Regions from separate parts of the Sus scrofa genome. Here region 1 is linked to region 2. The links are chromatin contacts, called in public HiChIP or PLAC-seq maps. All regions are on one chromosome and are shown on one strand. The core of a region is the stretch at or near the end of the contact, and the rest is flanking DNA. Distances in the headings are between cores, read along the strand shown. Region 1 has its middle 250 kb from the start of TRNAE-UUC. Region 2 has its middle 450 kb from the start of TRNAE-UUC.

The links. HiChIP or PLAC-seq counts read pairs in DNA pulled down with a chosen protein or histone mark.
Region 1: a contact with region 2 is called in an H3K27ac HiChIP or PLAC-seq map of skeletal muscle. The contact joins two enhancer-like sites. A contact is called at or near these places in 1 of 47 Hi-C or Micro-C datasets (embryonic fibroblasts) and 1 of 2 datasets of contacts at active chromatin or transcription factors (skeletal muscle).

What each region holds. Positions count from the first base shown.
Region 1 is chr1:249,290,230-249,292,929 of Sscrofa11.1, forward strand. No RefSeq gene overlaps it. Among named protein-coding and RNA genes, the nearest start is that of TRNAE-UUC, 250 kb to the right of the region's middle. Within about 2 kb of position 1,447, at least 29 of the 83 cell types and tissues checked have an H3K27ac peak or open chromatin away from gene starts, as enhancers often do. A contact at or near this core is called in skeletal muscle, where this site is marked.
Region 2 is chr1:249,086,507-249,089,211 of Sscrofa11.1, forward strand. No RefSeq gene overlaps it. Among named protein-coding and RNA genes, the nearest start is that of TRNAE-UUC, 450 kb to the right of the region's middle. Within about 2 kb of position 1,280, at least 15 of the 83 cell types and tissues checked have an H3K27ac peak or open chromatin away from gene starts, as enhancers often do. A contact at or near this core is called in skeletal muscle, where this site is marked.

The DNA of each region.
Region 1 (2,700 bases), core at 197-2,696, 200 kb after region 2:
ATGGAGTTTCCTGTGGTTTGGGACCAGCTTTTAAGCCCAGCTAAGTCTGACACTCCACCTTGCCTCCTGGGAAAGGCCTTGAGGACCCCTACAACCTAATTCAATGTTGCATCCATGAGGGACTTGCCCGAGGTCACAGAGCAAGTTACAATCAGCACCAGGGTTAGAACTCACAGCTCCTGATGCTGAGGCCAGTACTCCCAAGTTCTTTCTCCTATGTGTGTTTGAGTCACAATTTCCTGACCCAGAGAGGAAACATCTAAATCATTCTTTCCAAAACTCTCAACCAGGAATCTCTAGTTTGACAAAGAAACCTCAGAGGCTGCTTTCTTTGTGGAGCTTCTAATCCTGGAGCAGGGTGGAGAGAACGGTGGTGGTGGGGGGGTTGGTTAGAGAGAGATCTTCAGGAGCTTAGTTCCTGTTTATCTACATGTCATTCTTTTAGTCCCTGAGGCTATAACATCCATTTAGAAAGATTAATTCAAATGTGATTGAGGACAGAGAAAGGAGAGCTAAGGGGGAGGCAGAGAGAGGGAGGAAGAAAGTAGAATTGTCTAAGCTTTAGAAGAAAGAACCTAAGGTATTACTAATTCTCAAAGAGGTCTCACTTCTTACAGACAAGTTGCTCCTTGGGAAATCACAGGCAGGTGAAAGTAGCTCCGTGATTCTTTTATTATCCATGAACCTGGCTTTTCTTTCCAGCATTCTCAGGTGCGCTGGAGGTCCTGGGAAGAGAGAGGGCTTTTTCAAAAGACACTTCCACCTCCTAATCCCTGTGCCTACAAACCAAATATTGATCTATTTAGTAAACCAGCCTGTGGGAGGAGAGATTGTAAAGCCCTGTTTACTCAGCAGTTGGGCCCCCCTGACAGCTGTTCAATGGGGGATTATGATGTCACAGTGGTAATTACACTATAAACAAGGGATAGGGAGAATAAAGCATGAAAGGAAACTGTGGGGTTCGTTACTAGGCAACACAAAATATGTAACCAGAAACCCGACAAGCATGTAAATTTCCTTGCAAGCCTCCCAGATGTCCTCACTTTATGGCCAGCACACAGTTTCAGTTTCAATTTGTTTATTTGCCCTTCTTCAATCACAAATGTGGAGCAGAGAATGTTGAAAGAAAGAAAAGAAAGCAAAGAAAAATGAGGGGAAAGGAGGGCTTGTACTTTCTTCCTAGGATGTAAAAGGTCGGGAAAAAGCTCAGGGGCTTAGCCTTCTCTCTTCAGAAAGATGTAGGGGTCACTGTCCAAGGGAGCTTTATCAAGGAAGTAAGCCAAAGACAACAAAGAAAGTGAGCCAAGGGAAAAGAAAAAGAAAAATGGAACAAAAAGTAAGAGGATGAAACTAAATAAATGGGAGAAGGAAGACAACTCCATGGCATGATGGGCTCCCAGGGACTAGAAGGGGCGCTGGAGTCCTCACTGCTACAGCCCCACCTAGTGGTTGCCCCACATCTTTCATACTTCGGGTGCTGAAGCTCCAGTAACCCTGCCTTTCTTTGAGCAGCTTTATCCAAAAGTTTTTATGATGAGCTCAAATCAGCTTCCCAATTATGAACAGCTCTCCTCATCCCCAGGACAAGAAGTCACAGCCTCACAGAGATCTGGAAACAATGACCAGAATACTGTTTTTCTTCTTTTCGATTCTCATCCCAGCAATAGTTTTCCCTCCCAACAGCTTTTTCTAGATGAGATTGTTTCTTGCTCAACCCTCTGAACGACTTTCAATTTGTCAATGCTCCTCTTATAATCTAGGATTTGAAACTAGACACACCCTCTTAGGTGAGGTCTGACCTCAGAGAACTAAACAGGATCCACCACTATTCTCCCCAGCCCCGCCCCCCCAATCCACTTGTTTGGGAGAGCTGTAGAGGCTTGCGGGAGACAGCCGGAACAGGCCCATGAGAACCGATCGTTAAATTTTCAGGAATTCTGTGAGGTCGTTTTTTAAACCATTGACAGCTTGAAATCAGCCATGATGACAGTATTTACGCCACAGATATTGGCAAATACAACAGATCAGGCTTCCCTTCCATCCTCTAGAGAGCTGGTTTACCAGCAACCACTGCTCTGACCAATCATATTCAATCTCTTTTGGAATTTAGTGATTCACAGAGGGTAGGCAGAAACCTTTAGCCACAGATCTACAAACCACAGACCTCCATACACAAGCTACAAGCAGTCACTCTCACTAGATCTAAGGAACATGGATCAGGATTTTAGTTCTTCTATCTACAGTGACCACCTTTGCTGACTGAGAACACTTCTCTTGGATCTGATTGACACTGTGGCCACATAAACTTCCACAGGGCACTCCCTGAGTCAGATACGAAATGACCAGGTTGAGGGAGAAAAAAAAAAAAATGTCCATTGAACCGCATTGTAGATGCTGCTATTACTGACACGGGCACAAACACAGAAGCTGGTACAATCAATGGCTTTTCTGCAAACTTGGAAATTCTCTCGAATTTCTGTTCTTAAATTCTAGTATTAACTATCTAGAATGACAGTCTGGTGACAGGGCTAAATTCCAGTCCTGAATGAGCCAGTCCTTTGGGGTCTGAATGGAAGCTTATCCCTGTCCCTCCCTGGGCCTCAGTTTCCCTGACAGCCGTGAGGGTTGAGTCTCAGGACTTTTAAATCCAGATGGCTTTTGCAGCTGGCTCCAGCTTGGGCCACGGTACTGACATCCTTA
Region 2 (2,705 bases), core at 30-2,529:
CTCATCAGTAGCTGGTGTTTCATCAATTGTATTGTCTACCTAGGTTTTATTACATGGAATTGATTTTTGGAGGTTTGGGACATACCACAAACAGGCTTGGTGCTTCCATATCTTCACTTACACTAAATTATGAGACTCTCTGAGCCCCCTCACCATTTGCCCCACCTAACCCTATCTGTGGGCTGCTTCATACCCCCATGCCTACCAGGGACACACATTTCATCATGATGCTGCTGGTCTGATGGGAGGCTAAATCTGAGCTCCATGGACAATGTAGGAGGGATAACAAACATAGACTAAGAAAGTGAAAAAAAAAAGGTGTTAAAAAATTGACATTAGGTCAGATGAATCCAGTCACCTCAACTTTTTTTTTTAAACCCCCTAATGTTTGAATGAGTCTTTGAAAGAATAAAGTCTATTTGGCTCTGATCTTATGAGAATTAAGCATCAAATATATGATGTTTGCATTTCAACATGAGTGCTCACTCTGGACTCTGAGCTGGGTTGTCCAGGCTCTCCTGATGAAATAGTGGCTGGAGCCCATCTCTTCTCATGGAAAGAGCTGAAAACCCAGGGAGGGGTGGGAGGTGGGGAAGAAATTGCTCCTTACTGTGGGGGAAAATAACAACAGCAATAGCATTAGGGGATCCGGGATTATCAAGGCCAACGAAAGGAGAACTATTGATGGGAGCTACCAAATGGCACAGAAGAGAACAAGCAAATAGCATCATGAAGAATGCATGACTGTAAACTCTTGTAATGTTTCACAGATCAGAGTGGTAATGAGGGGAGAGAGGGCAGGTCTGTGCCCTTGCCCTTCCCTGTAGACAACACAGCCTGGGAAAGAGAGGGTTACACTGTTGTGCAGAGGGCTTGCTTACTCTCCCTCTCCATTCACCCGCAATCCCACTGGGATATTCTAATCTCCTTGGAACACGCTGCATTCTCTGTACTTTTAGCACAGCTCACGTTTCAGATGGCAGGCTACAGAGCAATCTGATTGTTTTATAGGCGCGGCCAAGAGAGGAGCTCCGATTCCTTTCTCTTGGCCAGGTGCCCTCCTAGAGGGAGAAGACCTGTGGTGTATAGAGACCAGCCAAGTGCTTAAAGATTTCAGAAACTTCAAAGGCAGGGGAGGAGCCAGAAACAATAAAAAGGAAAATGATAAACATTCAGCTTAAAGACGGCTGAGTTAAAATCCCTGAGAAATTACTCTGAGCAGAGTAAGGGGCCAATTCTCAGAGGCCCGTGGCAACATTCCATGGTGTTACACAACCTTCCAAGAAGCAATTATTAGCTTTGTTTTAGTTATGATTAGCACAGTTAATAACTCGTAGAGGCAGAAAGACAATGAAAGTGGGGAAGATGAGCCCACGGGAAGGGGTTTCTGCTCCATTCCAATACTCTCCAATAAGGGGGGGGGGTGCACATTCCACCTTTCAGGGGGCCTATGACACCTCCACTCACTTTGAAACTTCAATTTTGGAGCTACTGTATAAAAAGAAACAGGATTTTCTCAAAAGGCAAAGGGTATTGCTGTGGAATAGCTAAAGAAGATCTGTATTATTAAAGGACTCATCACTTCCTATGGCTGAAGCTACACTATGGGACCTGACATCTTTTTTTTTTTTTTTTTTGTCTTTTTGCCTTTTTGAGGGCTGCTCCCGCAGCATATGGAGTTTTCCAGGCTAGGGGTCGAATCAGAGCTATAGCCGCTGGCCTATGCCAGAGCCACAGCAACACGGGGATCCGAGCCGCGTCTGTGACCTACACCACAGCTCATGGCAACACCGGATCCTTAACCCACTGAGCAAGGCCAGGGATCGAACCCGAAGCCTCATGGTTCCTAGTCGGATGCGTTAACTACTGCGCTACGACGGGAACTCCGAGACCTGACATCCTTATGGTCATGTCTACCCAAAGGCCAGGGGACACAGTCGTCAGCTGAAATGTTAGGTCCAAAATATTGGAAGAGCTCAGCTTGACAGTTCTGGGGGGATTTAAAAAGCTCAAGGAGAAAGAAAAAAAAAAGTAGGTAGATTTAATTCAATTCAACAACTGTATGTGAGCATTTACTATGTGTCTGACATTTTTCTAGGGACATGGGATATACCAGTGAACAGGGAAAAAAGTCTTCGCTCATGGAGCTTACGTGCTGGAGGAGGAGACAGATAGTCAATAAACGTCACATCACCAAACAGTATGTTCCAAGTTGGTAACTGCTGTGGAAGCGAAAAAACATTGAGCGTGGGAAGGGCGTGGGGGATGTTGGGAAATAGGCTGCAGAATTAAACAGGTGGTCAAGTTCAGTGTCATTAAGAGGAGGCGCTCAAAAGCAAAGACATGAGGAAGGCAATGAAGTTAGCCTAGAGGTTCTGCAGGAGAAGGATTCCAGAGAGATAGAGGAGTTCCCTGAAAGAGGCAAGCCAGGAGTGTGCCAGACAGCAAGGAAGTCAGCGAGGCTATAGCGAAGTGAGTAATGTGGGGAAAGCCTGAGACTCAGAGACAAGGGATAAGGGGAGGTCCTGTAAGGTCTTTGAGGCCACTGTGAAATTGCTGTCAGGATACAATACTACGAAGTCTGAATGCCTAGGGAACTTGCATAGCTCAGATAGGGAAAAAATAGGGAGAAATAACAAAATCACAGTCCCTGCCTTCAAGAAGCTCACTGTGTGGTGGGAAAAGTACGTAAGTGTACATATAAG